Linked DNA regions of Mus musculus: regions 1, 2, 4, 5, 6 and 7 are each linked to region 3. A link is a contact called in public Hi-C and HiChIP or PLAC-seq data. All regions are on one chromosome and are shown on one strand. The core of a region is the stretch at or near the end of the contact, and the rest is flanking DNA. Distances in the headings are between cores, read along the strand shown. Region 1 overlaps Acoxl (acyl-Coenzyme A oxidase-like). Region 2 overlaps Acoxl (acyl-Coenzyme A oxidase-like). Region 3 holds the start of Morrbid (myeloid RNA regulator of BCL2L11 induced cell death). Region 4 overlaps Acoxl (acyl-Coenzyme A oxidase-like). Region 5 overlaps Acoxl (acyl-Coenzyme A oxidase-like). Region 6 overlaps Acoxl (acyl-Coenzyme A oxidase-like). Region 7 overlaps Bcl2l11 (BCL2-like 11 (apoptosis facilitator)).

Region 1 (2,700 bases), core at 42-2,541, 340 kb before region 3:
AGTTGAGGAAAAATGACTAACTACATCTGGGGAAGTCTGGGGCTTGCTTGGGTCAACATCTGGGGACATATTATGCTTCAACCACATAGTGAATTAATGCAGTGGAAATCACTGTGGAAGAGGGTAGTTAAAGGTAGATACCAAAGGTACCAAGGCTGTTGGGATTCTCTTTACGGAGTCACTGGAATGGAGATTGAGTGTTTTCTCAGGATGGCTCATGCAGTGGCTGAACCTAGGACTTTCTGGTGGTTCCCACGGATGCGGGCTGGCCTTGTGATCTGCCTAGCCCACTGTGGGGAAGTCACTGACACGGATTTCAGCCCATGTAGTGAGCAGGCAAGGAACTCTACATGCCCCCAAGCAGCCACACCCAGCATGCCATGTGTTTTTGCCATAACCATGAGGTTGTCCCCCACATGGCAGTGCTGGCAGTCCCCAGGGAGGCCACTCACCTTTCTGTCTCTTCCCTTCCAGTTGCACTAGAGCAGTTCACGACGGCAGTGAGGCAATGTCCCAACAGGGAGGACCAGGCTTTGCTAATGAAGGTAGGTTATCAGCTAAATTCTTATTTCCTTAAAGCCTCCTAGCGTTTTTTGATTGCCCGGAGGAGAGCACCGGTTTTTGTTTTTTTTTTTTTTTTTTACAAGCGGGAGTAAATTTATCATCTCTGAATTTTGTGCTCCACGGGGATACACTTGTCAGTGGCTGGCGGGAGGGTGGCTGGTTAATGAGCACAACCACAGTCTGTGGAACACAGAAGTGACAGGGAAGTGGGTGTCGACAACTAGCAGGGAGCCTACGTGATTCTCAGTGGACCTGGTTGGTTTTATTTAAACTTCTCTGACAGTCTCGATTCTTTCAGCAGATTTATGAGACTTGGCCAAATTCCATGTCTCCGATTTATACTTTTTAATTAAGACAAAGAATCCCACACCTTCCTGGTTGGCCCCATCCTCCCTATCGTCACCAGCGGGAATGCCATACAAATCAGACCACTTGTGTCAACTGTCGAGACAGTCAACTCATGTCTTAGGTTCTTTGTCCTTGAATCGAAAACAAACTCCTTTTCTTCTCAGGAATAACCATTTTATCTCTTCCCTGATGGCATGGACAGAAGTGCGGTATAACCTATATTTAGGGTGTGCATTTAGGAGAGCCGATAAAGGTCAGGCAAACAGCCTGTGCAATCTTAATAAAAACTGTGTCTGAAGGCAAGAAAGCGGCTCGCAAGTGTAGAGACACACGCACGTTTCCACTGATGACTAAGCCTCCTGTTTTCACCTAGAAATGTACATACTGACCTTGAACACCAGTGTTTCCATGATGTCATTTCCATCCTGTGCCTTCAGGAAACCGTGTATACCAGGAGTTGCATTTCTTTACCTAAATACAGTTTCTTTACCAGGTGTCTTCTGACTTGAGAAATGGGTGGGAAAAAAATAGGATGTTACTCTTAAGGGATTTTTCAACTCATTTGCCTAAGGGGTGATATTTTTGGTCTGTCTATTTTTTTTGTTTGTTTGTGTTATTTTTTTAACTTTCAATGATGCTTATTTTATAATAAGGAAGGTCTGCTGATTCCAAGTGTTGAGTTTATCTGGGAAGCCCAGTTCATCTGAGTCCAGGCTGTGTGAGGCCCTGACTTGGCCTGACAGATTTAAGCACATGAGATGTTTTGGTAGTCTGAGGTCTCCCACACTGATGTTCATTCCCTGCTATGAGCTCCATGCCTCAGCCTGTCCTTCCAAGGACTGGTTGGTTTCCTGTGACCTTGAAGCAGCCTTGGTCACAGACACTCACCTTTTATCCATTATCCATTCATGGGTCAAGACACAGAACCTTCGTCCTCTTCCTTTGCATTCTGTCCGGCATCTTCTCTCTCTCCTCTCCTGATCACCTGGACCCCTGTTCAGGGGGAGAGACTACTGGGTTCCATTCCGTCCTGTAAGTGAGCCTCACTGAAACTTATGTGGGCATCTCAGAGGTGTTTTCAGAGAACAGAACCACTAAGCTCAGGAGGCCACACCATCCGGCTACTTCTAGTTGCCCTTGTGGTCATGTGTCTGAGTCCCTCTCTCGATTTCTTCTGAGCTAAGACAAGTGAGTAAAAACAGAAGCTACCTGAAGGCCACCCCTCCTCCCAAGCTGCCTCCTGTTGCCTCTCACGGCTGCACCAGGAGAGACGGCTCCTTTAGTCCACTTGGTTAGACATAAACACTTGGACTTGGGAGAAGGTCAAGCTTTCCCAAGATGTTTTGGAATGTGTGCACCTCTCAGGATTTTGTGTTTTCCTTCATGTTTCTTCAGACTGTATGACCACACTAACTGAGAGAGCTGTCTGTGGGTGTTTTTTACAGTATCTTCGAGATATTTGAGCAGGCCTCATCAAAGAAGTTTCACTGAACAAAAATGTGTGCTTTGCTCATATCTACGAAGACTACTTTGTAATTTTTTTTTCAAGAGATTGAGGTTTCTTTCATGTCACTTAGGAGAGGCCACCATGTGGGTGTGACAGGAATGTGTAGGATTTTTTTGTGGATATGTATAAAAGGATGTAAGAGAACAATAGATCATTTTGAACACTCAATCAGCTGACCCTTGATGTTCACTTTGGTGTACTTGGAGTTTATATGTAGTAAAATTCTTTTGTGTGTACGTGCATGCATGCATGCATGTGTGTGTGTGTAGTTGAGTATTTTG
Region 2 (2,700 bases), core at 42-2,541, 420 kb before region 3:
AAATCCCTTCCCACTCTCCAAGGTTTATATAGCCCTTATTCACCCCAAGTAAAATATATGTGCAAGCCATTTCAATAAATTCTGTCTAAAAGAGCTGTAACACTGAAATCCTTGTAGAAGGCCCCCTCTCCCCAGCCAAACCCACAGACCAAGAGCCTGCTGACGTACTGAACCACAACATTGGTTAAAGGTATAGAATTAGAGCTAGAAAAAGGAAGTGAATTTTTAAGAGATTAGTTAATAATGATACATTGTATTCTTCAAAAATGTAAAGAGTGTGGGTGTTATATGGTTTTACCATGGGAGTAATAACCACGTGAGGTGGTGTGTTTGTTAATTAGCATTGTTGTATCTCTGTGTGTATATACTTAAGAATAAGTTGTACATGATAAAATCATATGCTATCTGCCAATTTTAGAAGTGTGTTTAAAGGACTGGAGGGATGGCACAGTGGTTAAGAGCATTTGCTGCTCTTGTAGAGGACTGGAATTTGGTTCCCAGAACTCACATGGTGGCTTATAACTGCCTGTAACTCCAGTTCAAGGGGATCCAATGCCCTCTTCTGGCTTCCCTTGGTACCAGGCATGCATATGGTGCACATGGGGACATTCAGGCTAAGCAGTCATATACATAAAATAAAAGTAAATGCATTTTTAAGAAAGAAAGAATGAAGTCCCACTGAGGGTAGGGAGTTGTTTGGTTTGGTTAATGTTTTTAGGGCTGGGGTGGTGGCTCACTGTTCAGCACATTGTTCTTGAAGAGGGTACAGCTCCGGTTCTCAGCACCCATGTTGGGTGCCTCACAGCTGCCTGCAACTCCAGCTCCATGGGATCTAGTCTCTTCTGGCTTCTGTGGACACCTGCTGTGGTGTATACACACACACACACACACACACACACACACACACACACCAAACAAATTTTAAAAGGAAGGAAATTGAAATTAAAAAAAAGAAAAAAAAAGGAAGTAAGAAAGGAAAGGGAGGAATCAAATAAGAGAGGTGAGAAAAGGAGAAAAACAGGAAACAAGACTCTTGAAATAAAGGGGAAGAGGAAACGATACAAGAGTGTGTGTGTGCTGGGGCGTTGTAAAGTAAATGAACAGATAGGGGAACCCAGACAAGTGGGAATTTTGACTTATACAAAAAAGGAAGTGAGAAATGTAAAGCGTCTGAGGGTGAAGAGAAATCTGGGTGTGAGCCATGGGAAAAGGGAAGTGAGAACTGAGAGAGGGGGAGATCCGGTACAGTGGACACTCAGAGTACAGCGGATACAGAGGGTACAGCGGGTGGGAAAAGGGAAGTGAGAAGTGAGAACTGAGAGAGGGGTGATCCGGTACAGCGGACACTCAGGGTACAGCGGGTGGGAAAAGGGAAGTGAGAACTGAGGGGAAATTTGGTACATCGCTTAGGGCGGGTGCGGTGGGTGGGAGACGGGAAGTGAGAAATGTTAAAGCTATGGGGGAGGCAAGGAAGCCAGGTGTGAGCCATGGGAAAAGGGAAGTGAGAACTGAGAAATGAGAAAGGGGGTTATCCTGTACGGTGGGTATGGCCAGTATGGAGGATGGGAAAGGGGAAGTGAGGATGTAAGATAAATAAGGGGGAATCCAGATAAGCCAGAAATCTGAAATTTAAAAAAAAAAAAAAAGAGGAAATGAGAAATGTGAGAAAGGAAACAAACCAGATGAAAAAGGGAAGCAGGACAGAGGAGCGGCAGAGAGGCCTTGGCAGGAGAAAAGTTCCCAGGCCAGAGATATGCCACACTCCACTCACGTTGGCCTGGACCTGAACCTACGTGCTCCAGGGCCAGTTCTTTATGGGAGGAGACTGACAGCACTTAGGTAACTGTGAATTGCTACCTTAGAAATAGGATTTTAAGAAGTGAAAAAGAGGAAGAGGAAGTGGAGGAAGAGGAGGAAGGGAAGGGAGGAGAGGAGGGAAAGGAAGAGAAGGAAGGAGGCAGGGAAAGACAGGAGGAGGAAGCTAGAAAGTGTGAGTTGACAGAGCAGAGCAGTTGGTCAATGTAGAATTTTTAACCTGCCTTCCAGTACTCTTCAGCGTTTGGGGGGGGGGGTGGTTCAGGGTGGAGGGAGGCATTGTTCTCTTGCAGGAGTAAGCCACTAGTAGAATTCTGAAGAGTTTGAAAACAAAGCATATTGGTGTGATTAGTTGAAATCTTTTGGTTAAAAATGAAATAACCATTTGTCAATGTTTTATCAACAATGAAGACAATACCCAAAATTGTATGTGTGACCTCAAAGCTAATGTGATATATTGATAATATGATATAATGTGATATATTGAAATTATTCTGAGTAAGAGATACATTGTTACTTTTTTCCTCTTCAATGATCTGTGCTTTTAATTTTAAGGGAACTAATTTTCCCATGTAATGATGTCATTGCAAATTAAAACACTTTTTTCTTCTTTCTCTCCCTTCTCTCCTCCTCTTCCTCTGCAACAGGGTTACATGATGGAAACCAGAATCTCAGACCTGAAATGTGACACAGATGTGTTTGTAACCTTTGAAGGTGACAATGTGGTCATGCTTCAGGTAAGGGTTAGGACACAGTTATTCATTTTAAACAGCACACTTTTCAAGACCAAGAATTATCCAAAAAATCTGAAGTGTTTTGTACATTTTATCTTTATCTGATACCTTCATTTAATTGGCAGGTGTTTTCCTGTTAGGCAGTTGAACA
Region 3 (2,700 bases), core at 92-2,591:
GTCCTTCCTGCACCCCAGAGTTCGTTTAACAAACTCTGTGCTCGGTCAGGGGCAGGACCCAAAATGATTGTCATCAGCCCAGGCATGCTGAAGAAGCCGAACACAGTATTCCTGACAAGGAGACAGCCAAGAGACCTCTCAGGTACATTCCAGGAGAAAGCTGAACGTGTGTGACTATCCTCTTCACAGAGGGCCAGGCAATGCTGATATCATGCAAAGACCCGAGCCGGCAAACTCCTGTTACGCTCAGAGTGAATGGAGCTGCTCTCAGGGCTCATTCAGTTAGGTTGCTGACTCATTCTTAACCCGGGAAGCCCCACACGCCCCAGTGAGTTGCTCAGAACAGGCTCCTGTCTTCCCTGCAGCCTGCTATGCAGCTTTTTAAGCAAATGACCGCTTTTTAGATTTGCTTTAAAAGTGGCACAGCAGTTACTGTAACTGTTTATTTGACAGTAAAGATGTTTGTAAGAATAGCAGTAACTCAGCCCACTCCCTTCCCCCATCTTCCACCATGCCCTTCCTGGTCCCTAGCCTGTGGCTTTTCTTTCTGCTTTTGAACACATTTTCCACCTGGAGCGTTAAAGGGAAGCACGGGATGTAGCGTGTTCAGAGAAAAGACAAAATTCTGCCTCGCTGCCATACTTCTTGCCCTGAAGCTGGACAGCTCAGGCCTGGCTGCCTGAGTCAGAGACCAGAAGCTGCCCCCGGGGTTGGCTCTTCCTTCTGCTTCTTAGGAGCGGAAACTAGTTCAACCTCAGTGCCCAGTTAACACAAACTCACCCACCTCCGTCTCTGACCTTCACTTTAGCTTCTAGCTAGGAATCCGTGGTGGCTTCCTTCCCAGGCAAGCCTCACGCTCTCCTCTGAGACAGCATAACACACAGCCACCATCCACAAGGCACAGCTCAGAAACTTCCTCCAAGAGTCCCGCAACAGACACAACAGGTGGGCTGGAGGCAGAGGGAGCCACTTTTCTGACCTCACAAAACCTTCAAAGTCTGGGAGAAGCAGTGTCTACCCCAGAACACAGCAGCTGTCACAGCTCAGAGGTGCACGGAAAACATCTTTGACTGAGAGTACTCACCAGGGAGAAGCTGATAGACGGGTCCGCCTGCCTTCCCAGCCACTGTGCTGTGAAGATCCCAAGATATGCGCAGCTTGCCTGGAAAGTCACTTTGAAACTTAGAAAGCAGACACTGCAAAGTCACCCAGTCCCCTCATTCTCAGAGATGTCCACATGATTAGGAAAAAAAAAAAAAAAGACAAGAAAAGAAAAAAAAAAACTGCAAAGCAGACACCTCAGTCTTCATTGTCACTGGAACCAGATGACTCGTGCTGACTCAGAGCCACCACTTCCTCTCCCGACATTCTCTTCATACTTTGTGAGCCCGCCTGGTCTGGTTCCCAGGGTCTCTACCACCCTTCCGGAAAGAGCAGCTTCCCAGACCTTGGGTGTGGAAGCCCCAGGCTTGTAGCCAGTGATCACCCTCATCAGGGAGGAGACGCTTTGGTTAGGAGACTTGGGGGTAACTGAAAATAAAAGGCAGAGATCTCACATGCACACGGGTGCTGTAACACGCTGGCCGTCCACAGAAGAGGGAAGAACCCATTTTTGCTATTTCCTTAAGGCATCTGAGTTTGCTTGGCCCTGATATCCCCTATTTCAGTCCATGATTTTTTTTTTTCTGCACAGAGTTTTGATCTAAAATCATTATATCTATTCTGAGCTGGCTGTTAGCATGTGTGACTTAGTCTTGCTAGGCTAAATCACATGAATAAAAGAACCAAGGAGTAAAAAACAAAGTTATGGTTCTCTAACTTTGAAAGAATCCTGAACGTTTCCATGCAAGAACCAAGAGCCCGCCTCTATGTCTGAGTTTTCTTTTGAATGATGCAGAGGGCGGGGCTGTCTTCCGCAGCTTCAAGCTTTTTTGAACTATGAGAAGTACTCCAGAGAAAGCGGAACCCATGTACCACTGAGCAGCCTCTGGTGAGGCCAGGTAGGGTTGCTGTGATTGTTGATATCTTTGCCCACCCCTCCCTGCCCCCAAAAGTCAGCACTGTCCAAAAAAAAAAAAAAAAAAAAAAAAAAAAAGCAGAGGTTTCACTTTTGAAACGTACATTTCAGTATATCAGAGAATCTTAACACAGCATACGTAAGAGCAGATATGTGTGCCAGAGAGTCTCTTAAACAGGTTAGGGAAAAGCTAACAGTATAGGCAGGGAGGAGAGAGAATTTGGGGGTACAGGGGCAAGGGAAGAAACTCATCCATTCATAGGTCAAGACCCCTCTGAGGGTCAAATGACCCTTTCCCAGGGGACAACCAAGACCATTGGAAATCACAGATATTTATATTATAATTCATAACAGTAGCAAAACTCCAGTTATGAAGTAGCAATGGAAATAATCTCCAGTTGGGGCTCCCCACAACATGAGGAGCTTATTAAAGGAGTAGCAGGGCTAGGAAGGTTGAGAATGTTCAGTCCTAAGGAGACGGAGGATTTGGCCTTGGCAACAGCTTGCAAGTACATTGTCCTCTAAAGCCTCCAAACACCAGTCCAGCTCCTCCAGGACATCGTGTTGTTTGAGCAGGCTATCTAGCACAGTCTGCCCAGACTTCCGAGAACAGCAAAATATATGAGGGGAGGGCTTTTCAATACAAACCATAACTGGTTATCATTAAAAGACCGATATACTTG
Region 4 (2,700 bases), core at 120-2,619, 500 kb before region 3:
TATGTCAGGCATTATGAACTTAACTGCGAGTCAAGAGAACCCCTGGCTCCACGCTGTAAACAGTAACTGTACTGTTTTCTCACTTAATGATCCCTGAAGTGGAGCAGTTTCGGCGTGGTTATTTTGTGGCTCAATGACATCCTCAAGGACCAGGGTAGCTTTGATCTTTCTTCTCTGCAGCCCCCGAGCTGTCAGTTTTGTCTTGACTGACTCCTTTGTGGTCACAACATGGCCGCTGGGGTCCTTGCTGTCACATGCATATGTAATGGGATTTAGCAGCTGAGGAGGACCCATGCCTTCCTCTACGTTTCTTTCTTTTTAGTAGATGGAAACCTTTTCCAGAAACCCTTCAGGAGACTTGCTCTCATTTCAGATCATCAGAGAAAGCCATGTGGTCATTTCTAGGGCTGTCACCGGTGAGGACTTGGATGCCTATGGCTGGATTAGTGAAGCACAGCAGATCCACAGAACAGAGCAGAGCAGAGCGGATTAAAAAAACAAAAAAGAGGGCTCTGTTACAAAGGAGGAAGGGAGGAGGGGTGAGGCCGAATAACTGGAAATATTACTACACATTTAAAAAATATTTTTGTTAAAGACAATCTCAAACACGAAAGAAAGTGACAGCCGAGTTCCACTTTCTTCCCCGGTTCCTGCAGTTCTCAGACTCTTACCAGGGTTAAGTCTTCACTAGTCACCCCTTTGTCTGCTGGACTATTTCAAACATCTCAGACACACATGGATATTTAATGATCTAAATGTGCGGAAGCCCTCCCTTATACTTGGGCCTGGATTCAAGGGAAAAGGCTGCTTCGAGAGCTAGAGGTTGGGAAGGACTAACAGGCATTAACTATTTTTTGCTAGAGAAAAGACAAGATTCTAACCAGATGTAGTGACCCACTTCTGGGAAATCATAGGGAAAGACCTCGAATTAGAGGCCAGCCTGGGCTACAGCGCAGGGAAACAAGAATAAAACAAAATGAAACCAGAGACAACATTTCTCAGAGGAAAAAACAATATCCAGAGGAAGGAGTTCTCCCTGCTGTTGTTGTGGCTGCATCTGGAGTCTTTTGTACATGGGGAAGCAGCTGTCCTAGGAAGTTTGAGTTGTGGATTGGGGGTAAGGGGTGGGGGTGGTGCTCCGTTCTGCAGGCAAGTGCGAGTTCAGCCTCAGGTTTACAGTTTCCACTCTCTGGCTGGGGAGGCCGAATGCTTTCTAAGAGTGGGGTTGGGTTTGCTGACACCTGTTTCTGCATGCTAATAGATTTCTGGGGTAAGATAGAGCGGTGATGTCACCTGCAGGTGTGTGAGCCTGTGGCGGTTTCCCGAGGCATTGTAGCCACATCTGTCCTCAGCTGTGTGGGTCTTTGCTCCAGCAGGCTGCAGAATGAGCTGGTTGCCTGCAGAGCAAAAGCCAGAGGCAGCAAGCCGCGGTGGCCTTGCTTCAAACAAGCGGACTTTCCCCAAAGCTTCGGCTGATTTTCACTTAGTTATGGAACAAAACACAAATGTTGTTTCTTTAAAATGCCACAGCGGCAATCAGAGTATATTTCCACGCACCCTTTTCTCAGTTTCCTGAGGCCACCTGCCTTGTTACACGTTTGAAAGCTTCCTCTTCCTCTTCCTGAAACAGGAAGCTTGCCTTCTTATTTTCCTCCAGGTTTAAAGTGTGCCCTTCTTTGAAGAGAGTTCACACACACTCTCTGTGGGGTTGCACCTTTGTTTATAACATAAAAAAAAAATCTCCATTTCTCTACATGTGCTCTGTCTTGTCTCTAAAGGTCACACGGCACAGAGCTCCCTGCTCAGGGTACATCAACCTGGGCTGATTTTATCTGTGTGCGCTTTGTAAGATGTTTGTATTTGCATAGGACGTTTAGATACAGGGACACTTTGTATAACTATATTTGAAAATTGAGAGAGAGAGAGACAGAGAGAGAGAGAGAGAGAGAGAGAGAGATTGCTGTAGCCTGTGCCCAGTCCAGTGGCTAGTGCAGTAATTACACCAGTCCCTTAGTATAGCGTTCTCGAGCATGTACAATGTAGTGAAATGAGTGCTTTTTGTTTGCACGGTGTGCAGTTCAGTGTGGTGTGAGAATCCGCCTGACCCCAATACATTTTGTTTGACATGCACAGCTGGGGCACTGGAGGATAGTCCAGGCCATTAAAAAGAATGCGAAAAGAAAACACACACCATCTATTTGTCAGGACACAATGAAAGGGAGACTTACTGGGCCTGGATCACACCAGGAGGAAGGAGAAGAGGAAAACCCACCTGGCCCCCAGGGAGCCGGCAGGGGCACAGCTACTGTTGCCTGCTAGAGCTCCCCTGGTCATGCAAACCGATGCCCTTCCCAGCTCCCGGGATCTTCTTGTAGGGTGCTGTGCAATCAGAATGCTGGGGTGGAAGGGAGGAGGTCTTATTTGGACTTGGCATTCCAGGGGAGCCCAAGGTTAAGGGGTTCATCAGGCTTATGTGACATCTAGGAATGGCTTCTAAGGTGTCTGACCGGTGAAGACCTGCTACGCCTCCCGAGGTACCCCAGGCTTTCACCAACAGGCAGGAGAGAAGGCAGTGATGGATCCTTAGGAAGTTGGTTCCTCCCTCTCCCCAGCCACACAGATGCTACCCCATACTCAGCTGCAGTCCCCTCCCACTGGCCCCTCCCATCATCTTTCTTTTATTCCCCATTTGTTTCCTTG
Region 5 (2,700 bases), core at 68-2,567, 450 kb before region 3:
ATTTTACTTCAGACAATTAAAGGATTTTGGAGTGTGTGTGCTTGTTCGTGTGTGTGCATGTAGAAGCCAGTGGTTGATGTTGGCTGCCTTCCTCAATCACCTTTTGTTAATGAGTTAAATTTCCTTTTGACACTTTTGATGGCTATGATACATCTAATTATTCTTACCCTTGCTGTCTTCTGTCTCCCGTCCATTACTGTCCATTCTGCCTCTTTCCTACAAACCCCTTTTCTACCTTTGTATCTTTTGTTTTGTTTTGTGACCCACTGAGTTTAAGCAAGGCTACCTGTAAAACTGTGGTTGCAGAACTATCCTTTAGAGCCCAGAAGGTATACAACTGAAGGCCATGATTTCTTCTTCCCCAACACCCATCAACAGCCAATAGTTTCCCCAGGGAGGGGGAGACCCTCTGAGTCCTTCCCATCCATGGATGACTGCTAAAAAACCCAGCTTTGTTCAGGCCCAGTGCAGGGGATCTCTGCTGCGGTGCGTTCATGAATTCTCTGTCACACTCAGAAAACAGTGTTTTGTAGCTCTTCTCTCCAACATTTGGCTCTTATACTCTTTCTCCCACCTCTTCTGGATAATCCCTGAGCCTGGATACATGATATAAATATTTAGGGCTGCATGCTCATCAGTCATAGCTAGAACAGCCATGTATCTCTTTCACTGCAAAGAGAAGCTTCTCTGATCCAGGCTTAGGGTGGTATATATCTATGCATATAAATGTAAATATTTAGAAGATAGTATTATGTGATGTCAACTTATGAAAACAGCAGCAGTGAGTCCTCCCGTCCCCACCCCAGGGCCTATGACCTTCTAGCCATGACTTTCTAAACAGGTTTAAAGTACCAATCATGAATTCTCTTCTTTGGCCTTAAGTCTATTCAGGTATCTGTCATTTACTCCTGTAACAGTCATGCCCCTATTGTTCCAGGGATTGCACTTGGCATGGCGGGTTGGAATTATGGCTTCAACTTTTCTCCTCTGGCAGCTTCTAGCACCTTCTAGCCAGCAGGAGGCATGCTAGCCAGGAGAAAGGGGGCTTCCAGTTAAGTTCCAGCTTCATTTCTCTATGTCCTGCCACCCACGTTTGTCCCACCTTATTTCTGGAGACTAGGTCTTTCTCTGAATATGGAGATCACTGATTTGGTAGACAGGCTGGTCAGTAAACTCCAGAAATCTACTTGCCTCTCCAGGGCTGGAATCACAGGGGCATTCACCACCCGCAGCTTTCTGCATGGGTGATGGGGATCTAAAGTTAGGTTCTCATGCTTGGACAGCAGACATTTACTGACTGAGTCATCATGACTTTTTATGGAGAAGTTGCCAGCCTTGGCCGTATGTCAGTCATATCCAAAGCACGAGTGCCCCACTGGCAGCTCCTTTGAGGGGATGACAAATGTGATGTCATGTCTAGTATGGGAGCAGGAAACTTGAAAAATTACATAGTGTGCTAAGATAGGAACCGTTCTGGCAATAATCTTTGCTGCTTCTCTCTTATCACCAGCAATCCTCCTAACCTTTGAGGCACTCCTCTTAACTTCTGGCTTTCATGTCTGGCACTAGTACTCAGCATGAGTGTTATCTAGGGAGGGCATGTTATTTCCTCAGTGAAACAATTTTTTTTAAAGATTTATTTATTTATTATATGTAGGTACACTGTAGCTGTCTTCAGACATTCCAGAAGAGGGAGTCAGATCTCCTTATGGATGGTTGTGAGCCACCATGTGGTTGCTGGGATTTGAACTCAGGACCTTCAGAAGAGCAGTTGGGTGCTTTTACACGCTGAGCCATCTCACCAGCCCCAACAATTTTTTTTATATATTTTTTCTTTATTTACATTTCAAATGTTATCCCATTTCCTTGTTTCCCCTCCAAAAAACCCTTATCCTTTCCTCCCCCTCCCCCTGCTCACCAACCCACCCACTCCCACTTCCTGATCCTGGCATTCCCCTACACTGGGGCATTGAGCTGGCACAGGACCAAGGGTCTCTTCTCCCATTGATGCTCCACAGGCCATCCTCTGCTACATATGCGGCTAGAGCCATAGGTCCCTTCATGTGTTCTCTTTGGTTGGTGGTTTGGTCCCTGGGAGCTCTGGGGGAATCTGATTGGTTCATATTGTTGTTCTTCCTATGGGGAAAACCCCTTCAGCTCCTTGGTTCCTTTCTCTAGCTCCACCATTGGGGACCCTGTGCTCAATCCAATGGTTGGCTGAGAGCATCCATCTCTATATTTGTCAGGCACTGGTGGAGCCTCTCAGGAGACAGCTATATCAGGCTCCTGACAGCAAGCACTTGTTGGTATCCACTATAGGGGTATGGGTTTGGTGACTGTATATGGGATGGATCCCCACCCCCTTCAGTGAAGCAATTTTAAAACCACATGCATTATGTTTCTTTTCCCAATTGCAAAAGCAATGCATCCTTTCTGTATATACCCACTGTAGATGTTTTTTGAAAATAAGAAAAGCACAGAGAAGGAAGGAAATAGATGCTACACCTGTGCTTCTAAGCAATGACACGTTTCTAAGCCACATTCTTTCTATGCACTGGTGTGTTTAAAGTTTTATAAGTTCTTGCCCCTGAGGCAGTAAGGACAATACTTCAGATTTCACGTATGCAGCAGTGTTAGTGTCTGGTAACATTTATGATGTATGTGTAACATAATTTAACTAACCAACTATGGTGGTTTGAA
Region 6 (2,700 bases), core at 120-2,619, 370 kb before region 3:
GTAAGTCAAGAGATATTAACAATGGCAGGACACATATCTTGTTAGTGTATGAGACTTAACGTTGCCATGAGATGTCCCACGCCCCCTTCAGAGTCAGCTCCACTTCAGTCAAAATCTTGGAAAGAGTGTTTGTAAACTTACAAACTCACTTGACAGTTTATATGGAAATGCAAATGATGTAAAATAGCCCACAGAACTTTGAAAAAAGTGGAAGTCACTGAGGGCTGGTGCCAACTGATTTCAAAGCGTGTGCCGAGACTGTCCTAGTCCAGGCCTGAGGACGTTGGCAGGAAGTTAGGCAGACCGGCAGAGCACTGCCAGGCCCACTTAGCCCACATATTTGCCCACTCAAATTCTCACATGAAATAAATTAAACAATGAGGAGGATTTTTTCTTTAAATAGTGAGAAAAAGTAGATTCTGAATGAAAAAGAAGCAAGCTGTGGTCTGTTTCTTACTCCGTGCACAAATGTTTATTAAAGACCAACATAGACTTGAATATAATCAGGGGAACTGTAAAATTTCCAGAGAAAACAGAAAAGCATCACCAATATCTACTGGAAGCCATGGTAAACAAAGATTTCTTAGGGAAACACAGAAAGCACCAATTGCTTACATTAGCTATTGATAAATTGCTGTTGTCTGAAAGACACACATCAGGGCAGAGGCAAACACTAAACCTGGGGGAGGGGAGGAATTACTTGCAGTGTCTGTCTGTGTCTGGCAAAAGGTTTTATCAGAATGTGTGAAGAACCCCCAGGATGAAATAATGAAAAAGATATGATCTAAGAAAAGTTTTCACAAAAAAACTTGAAAAGACACCTCATAAAAGAAGATAAAAGAGGAGCTAATGAGCACGTGAAACTTCGCCTAATCTTATTAGTCATAGAGAGCTAGAAATCAAAACCACAAAGAAGAACCAACACCCACCCACTGACGCATATCAACTGAACTGCTAGATGCCACTCAGCCCCAGGGGTAACGCAGGGCAGCGCTGGCTCTCATAACTAAGACATTCTAAATGCAATCATAGAAGCTGAGGATGCAACGTGATGTTAGAGCATTCATTCACTACCATGCACAAGGCCCTGGGTTCAATTACACACACACACACACACACACACACACACACACACACTCATACACAGTGAGAGAGAGGGGGGAGAGGGAGAGGGAGAGGGAGAGGGAGAGGGAGAGGGAGAGGGAGAGAGACTCACACACAGACACACACACACTAGTTTGGAAGTCTATTGTAATGTTAAATGTACACTTATTCTATGATCCAGAAATTCTGTCCCTAGAGATATGGCCAAGAAATGATGCTACATGGTTCATAAATAGCCTTATACAGGAGTGTTCCTAACAGCTCTATTAATAACCCCAAGTTGGAAACTGGAAACTGAATGTTTATAGATATGAAACTAGACAAGTAAACTGTGGTTGGCTTCACATAGTGAATCATGTGACGCAGCATGTGTGAGTTCTACTGACATGCTTAGTGATGTGAAAGCGTGTATACCAGATACCCCATGTATTCGACGGTCGAGGAGGAGGAAAGCCAGCTGACGGTGATATAGTGCAGCAGTCACAATCAGAGAGGGAGAGGGTGGTGCTGCATGCGGAAGCACAGAAGTTATCTGGGGAACTCTGTCTCTCAATTGAGTGACATGATTCCAGGGGGTATGTACACATATGAAAGAAATCACTGATGAGTGTTGTTTGTGTGTGTGTGTGTGTGTGTGTGTGTGTGTGTGTGTGTGTGTGTGTGTATTGAGAAATGACTTGGTTATTAAAGTCCTCACGCAGCCATGAGGACCCGAGTTCAAGTCCCAGGATCTGATGTATCACACACCCGTAGTCTTAGTGCTGAGGAGGCAGGAATGATGCTCTCTGGGCCTTTCTGGCCAGTCAGTCTTTCCAAAGCGGGGAGCTCCAGGTTCAGCAAAAGAGTCTGTTTCAAAAAACAGACTGGAGGGCAACTGGGGAAGATCCTGACGTGGAACTCCTGCCCCCACGTGCATTCACATGGACGTATGCATGCGCGTGCACCTCCTCCAGACACTTAAAATATCACTGAGCTGCAAACTCAAGGTTGATACAGGTTTCACATCTAACAGTGCATGTGCTATATCTCAGTGACAGGACTTGAAGGTCTCACTCAAACAAGCCATCCCAGTGGCTAGGATGTGTACCGGAAAGTCATTGCAGTTTTCTACGTAAGTTAGAAACAGTGAGGTCCAACAGGTGGCCCTATTTGTCTCGACTAATGGCATCGATGAGGATTCACTAGGGTCTATCCTGTGCTGGGATCTGTGTTAGACACTTCAATGTCACATGGAAAAATAGTAATGGGTCCCCAGGCTACCCAGCAGCATAGAATCCACATAGTCAGACTGGTGACAGGTCAGACTGCAAGAGATGCCCAGTGGAGGGCCAGTTCTGGCAGCAGACAGGTAAGCCCAAAGAGCCTAGACATTCTGCTGGCTTCTTGATTTGAGGCCAGACTTTGGGAAACAGGACTTTGGTGATCTGGTGAGGATGGGCCAGTCCTCATAGACCTATAAAGTTCCATGGAGATCTCCCAGATCAGGGTTGGCACGGGGACAGATAAACTGGCTCATGCAAGAATACCCTCTCCAAAGGCAGTAGACAGATCCCTGTGGTCAGTTGAGGTCACAAACCTCAGTGATGTTCCTACCAC
Region 7 (2,700 bases), core at 13-2,512, 280 kb before region 3:
TTGGGCATTTTGGTTTTAGGCTTTGTTCATATCTGAACTGAACCACACATGCCACCTCTGTTTAGTGACTGGAGGTGGCGAGTGCTTCGGTTTCTCCCCTGAGGCAAGCGGAAAGAGCTGTGTTATTCACTCCATAGCATTGAGCTGCTTTTCTGAATGAGGGTTCCCTGTAGCTACTGAGGGAGGGCAGCTTGGCTCGTCAGCAAGTGCACCCCATCCAGAGCCACGGGGTCTACTCTAGTGTCGGATGCTGAACCCTGCGTGCTCGAGAATCTGGGTGCCATTATCACCCCGTTCTCTGTCACGTTGAGTGGTGCCAGGAACCCTGTCCACCTGGCTGCCTTTACATGCTTCGGACATGCTTTTGAAGCAAGTGCGTTGGACCCTACAGGCGCAGGCTGCATCTGTCTGGGTGTAGGCAAATATGAGAGGAGACTGAAGCACTGGGGTGTGTTCGAATGGCTGGCGGGGTGTTGGGCTAGACATCCTTGTGTTGATCTACACCACACACCACGTGTGAGGGTGCTGTGGGGCCTGGCAGGTGCTACACCTGCAGGGCTACCCGGCCGTTGTGGGATAGGGAGCCGTGAACGTGCAACCAAGAGGAGGTGCAGGTGCCCGGAGGGGAACTTCAGGCAGGTTCTCAGGGTAATTTTTTTTTTTTTTAAATCTCTGGAGGAGGAAATGAAGATGCAAAGAAAGGACGGTTTGGCCCTTCTGCAGACACATAAAAATAATAAGGTGATTGCATCATCCCTTGCCTAGACTTCACCTCGCTGAACCAAAGCAGGAGGTTTTAGTTGTGGTTAAAGTGTGTTACATCCCACTTAGCATTTCAGAACAGCATGTTCCTGCCCTGAGTTGAGTATTTTGTCCCTCGTAGCTCTCACAGGAGACATACTACCAATCTTGAACCCTGTTTGGCTGGCTGTAGAGCAGGACCCGCTTCTGGTTCTGAGGCCAGCCTGGCAGGATCCCCACCAAGCAGAACTGTGTGTCACACCTCCAGGGTGGGTGGAGAGATAGCCTCCCGCTGTGAGTGAGATTGTGAAGTGGTTTCTGTGTCCCTATAAAAGGCCTCCACTTTTAACAGTTACTGCTATACGACGCAGAGGAGATAGGATACACGTTTGGTCCTTGAGAATATTTGCAGTCTGTACATAACTGTCAAGCCAGCGTGGCCATGGTAGATCTGTGACGACCGCTCAGCTTGCTTGCTGTGCTGGGGGGTTGTGGGGGGAGCACATTTGTTCCTCTGATGTTCAGAGGCATTACGTCATACCGGTAGGGTGCCTCTTGTGCACTGTCTCCAGCCGTCTCGTGATCGCTAAGCTATGAGACCCAGGCTGTTTAGATGCACATGTTCTCTTTGTGGCAAATGGGAAGTGAATGCAGTCCCTGGGCAGCCGTTGCCTGGCCTCGAGGCAGCCGTGGGCATTGAACCAGCATGGAAATCTCAGTAAATTCTCTGTCTGAGGGTGGAGAGAGGGGAAAGGCCTCATGGCTGCTATACTCAACATTGTTTAGACGGCTGGGTTAGGATCCCATAGAGGCGTGGTATAGCTGTGTTGTGGGTACCCCTCAGCCTCCTGGATGGCTCACTCAGTGGTGAGGATGGAGGCCGGTGCACCATCCAGGAGGACGTTGGCATTGCCTTCTCAGGAGTCAGCACCTACAGCAGAGACTGCCAGAGTCCTTCCTGGTCTCACAGTCCAAAATTCAGTTTCCTATGATTACTTGCCTTACATGCAAACCTGTTAGAAGTTTAAGACTCTTCAGTGTGGGCATTGTATGTAAAACACCCATCCAACGGAGGGTGTGCCTATTCTCGGACGCTTTTGTCTCTAAGAACTTGGGATAGGATACTGTCAGTCTATAAAAAGGACTTATTTATTCATCTTTTATTTATGTGTATGTGCGCATCATGTGTGTGCAGGTTGTTCTCAGGACAGAGGGCAGTGGAGCCCCTAAAACTAGATGTACAGGCAGTTATGAGCCATCTGAGGGTGCAAAGAACCCAGGTACACAAGAAGAGCAGTATATGCTCACAGCCGTTGAGCTGTCTTTCCAGCCCAACACCACCATTTTTGCCCCACTACCTTGACTGCCAGGAAACAGGACTTGAGGTTATGTTGCCACAGGTCTCACCTCTGGGTCTTCTTGATGTGATTTGAAATCTCTCTCAACCTTTACCTTTAGTTGTGATGTGGTTGTTACTCCAAGCCCCCCTCGCTGGGGTCAGCTCTCTGCATAGTGCTGTGTCGCGTGCGAGCTCTACACAGGAGGTTGGCATTTGCGCTCTACTGTAGCAGAATCTGAGCTGCATTGCTGAGCTTACTCGCAGGGTCTGGTCTCGCATCCCACTCCACAGATCCAGTCTGGAATTCCCAGCCTCAATCGTTGAGAGGCAGCGCTGTGTGGACTCCAGAGTCGCCTCTGTCCACAATCATTGCTCTCCATTCTGGGAATTTGAGTGTGAGGTCCTAGGTGTCACATGCCTTCTAGGTGTGAGTTGGATCCAGCTTACCTGTCCTGGCCCTGCCACCTCTTGTCCTGACACCTCCAGCCATTTGTAGTCTGGGGCAACCACACGGGCCCTGTGGGGTTGCTTTAAAGGCTTAAAAGCCTGAAATTTATTTTTCAGCTGGCAGTGGCAGTGGGTGACTCTTAGACACACAGTCCTAAGGGCACTAGAACATC

The links. Hi-C and Micro-C count contacts between places; a contact is called where the count stands out from the background. HiChIP or PLAC-seq counts read pairs in DNA pulled down with a chosen protein or histone mark.
Region 1: a BATF HiChIP or PLAC-seq map of CD8 T cells shows a contact between it and region 3, with 5 read pairs. The contact joins the enhancer-like site here to the promoter of Morrbid in region 3. A contact is called at or near these places in 8 of 39 promoter capture datasets (the C10 cell line, the HPC-7 cell line, cranial neural crest and 5 more), 3 of 484 Hi-C or Micro-C datasets (B cells, bone marrow-derived macrophages and trophoblast stem cells), 8 of 115 datasets of contacts at active chromatin or transcription factors (the 230-238 cell line, CD8 T cells, Th17 cells and 5 more) and 1 of 9 other capture datasets (embryonic stem cells).
Region 2: a contact with region 3 is called in a Hi-C map of B cells, with 20 read pairs. The contact joins the enhancer-like site here to the promoter of Morrbid in region 3. A contact is called at or near these places in 5 of 484 Hi-C or Micro-C datasets (B cells, the BV-2 cell line, bone marrow-derived macrophages and 1 more), 3 of 115 datasets of contacts at active chromatin or transcription factors (bone marrow-derived macrophages and embryonic stem cells) and 2 of 9 other capture datasets (bone marrow-derived macrophages and embryonic stem cells).
Region 4: an H3K27ac HiChIP or PLAC-seq map of epiblast stem cells shows a contact between it and region 3, with 8 times the contacts expected there. The contact joins the enhancer-like site here to the promoter of Morrbid in region 3. A contact is called at or near these places in 1 of 15 datasets of contacts at CTCF or cohesin (large pre-B cells), 6 of 484 Hi-C or Micro-C datasets (CD8 T cells, bone marrow-derived macrophages, double positive thymocytes and 1 more), 11 of 115 datasets of contacts at active chromatin or transcription factors (CD8 T cells, T-cell acute lymphoblastic leukemia, acute myeloid leukemia and 6 more) and 1 of 9 other capture datasets (embryonic stem cells).
Region 5: a contact with region 3 is called in an H3K4me3 HiChIP or PLAC-seq map of bone marrow-derived macrophages, with 4 times the contacts expected there. The contact joins the enhancer-like site here to the promoter of Morrbid in region 3. A contact is called at or near these places in 1 of 39 promoter capture datasets (embryonic stem cells), 1 of 15 datasets of contacts at CTCF or cohesin (large pre-B cells), 1 of 484 Hi-C or Micro-C datasets (bone marrow-derived macrophages), 5 of 115 datasets of contacts at active chromatin or transcription factors (acute myeloid leukemia, bone marrow-derived macrophages and embryonic stem cells) and 1 of 9 other capture datasets (embryonic stem cells).
Region 6: a contact with region 3 is called in an H3K4me3 HiChIP or PLAC-seq map of bone marrow-derived macrophages, with 7 times the contacts expected there. The contact joins the enhancer-like site here to the promoter of Morrbid in region 3. A contact is called at or near these places in 1 of 484 Hi-C or Micro-C datasets (bone marrow-derived macrophages), 6 of 115 datasets of contacts at active chromatin or transcription factors (CD8 T cells, acute myeloid leukemia, bone marrow-derived macrophages and 2 more) and 1 of 9 other capture datasets (bone marrow-derived macrophages).
Region 7: a Hi-C map of bone marrow-derived macrophages shows a contact between it and region 3, with 23 read pairs. The contact joins the enhancer-like site here to the promoter of Morrbid in region 3. A contact is called at or near these places in 1 of 15 datasets of contacts at CTCF or cohesin (the NIH/3T3 cell line), 4 of 484 Hi-C or Micro-C datasets (B cells, bone marrow-derived macrophages and natural killer cells), 5 of 115 datasets of contacts at active chromatin or transcription factors (the 230-238 cell line, acute myeloid leukemia, bone marrow-derived macrophages and 2 more) and 1 of 9 other capture datasets (embryonic stem cells).

What each region holds. Positions count from the first base shown.
Region 1 is chr2:128,085,885-128,088,584 of GRCm38.p6, forward strand. It overlaps Acoxl (acyl-Coenzyme A oxidase-like), which reads left to right. Exons shown (of 18, transcript NM_028765.3): 16 at 475-545. Among named protein-coding and RNA genes, the nearest start is that of Bcl2l11, 39 kb to the right of the region's middle. Within about 2 kb of position 1,292, at least 26 of the 459 cell types and tissues checked have an H3K27ac peak or open chromatin away from gene starts, as enhancers often do. A contact at or near this core is called in CD8 T cells, Th17 cells and regulatory T cells, where this site is marked.
Region 2 is chr2:128,007,615-128,010,314 of GRCm38.p6, forward strand. It overlaps Acoxl (acyl-Coenzyme A oxidase-like), which reads left to right. Exons shown (of 18, transcript NM_028765.3): 12 at 2,463-2,552. Among named protein-coding and RNA genes, the nearest start is that of Bcl2l11, 120 kb to the right of the region's middle. Within about 2 kb of position 1,292, at least 89 of the 459 cell types and tissues checked have an H3K27ac peak or open chromatin away from gene starts, as enhancers often do. A contact at or near this core is called in B cells, the BV-2 cell line, bone marrow-derived macrophages and 1 more, where this site is marked.
Region 3 is chr2:128,428,010-128,430,709 of GRCm38.p6, forward strand. Morrbid (myeloid RNA regulator of BCL2L11 induced cell death) reads right to left here and starts at 1,342. Exons shown (of 3, transcript NR_028589.1): 1 at 1,085-1,342.
Region 4 is chr2:127,926,407-127,929,106 of GRCm38.p6, forward strand. All of the region lies in intron 9 of Acoxl (acyl-Coenzyme A oxidase-like), which reads left to right. Among named protein-coding and RNA genes, the nearest start is that of Acoxl, 73 kb to the left of the region's middle. Within about 2 kb of position 1,370, at least 49 of the 459 cell types and tissues checked have an H3K27ac peak or open chromatin away from gene starts, as enhancers often do. A contact at or near this core is called in CD8 T cells, T-cell acute lymphoblastic leukemia, double positive thymocytes and 1 more, where this site is marked.
Region 5 is chr2:127,982,149-127,984,848 of GRCm38.p6, forward strand. All of the region lies in intron 11 of Acoxl (acyl-Coenzyme A oxidase-like), which reads left to right. Among named protein-coding and RNA genes, the nearest start is that of Acoxl, 130 kb to the left of the region's middle. Within about 2 kb of position 1,318, at least 2 of the 459 cell types and tissues checked have an H3K27ac peak or open chromatin away from gene starts, as enhancers often do. A contact at or near this core is called in bone marrow-derived macrophages, where this site is marked.
Region 6 is chr2:128,060,187-128,062,886 of GRCm38.p6, forward strand. The region is part of intron 14 of Acoxl (acyl-Coenzyme A oxidase-like); the gene reads left to right. Among named protein-coding and RNA genes, the nearest start is that of Bcl2l11, 65 kb to the right of the region's middle. Within about 2 kb of position 1,370, at least 74 of the 459 cell types and tissues checked have an H3K27ac peak or open chromatin away from gene starts, as enhancers often do. A contact at or near this core is called in CD8 T cells, acute myeloid leukemia and bone marrow-derived macrophages, where this site is marked.
Region 7 is chr2:128,152,404-128,155,103 of GRCm38.p6, forward strand. All of the region lies in intron 3 of Bcl2l11 (BCL2-like 11 (apoptosis facilitator)), which reads left to right. Among named protein-coding and RNA genes, the nearest start is that of Gm14009, 16 kb to the right of the region's middle. Within about 2 kb of position 1,263, at least 77 of the 459 cell types and tissues checked have an H3K27ac peak or open chromatin away from gene starts, as enhancers often do. A contact at or near this core is called in the 230-238 cell line, B cells, acute myeloid leukemia and 3 more, where this site is marked.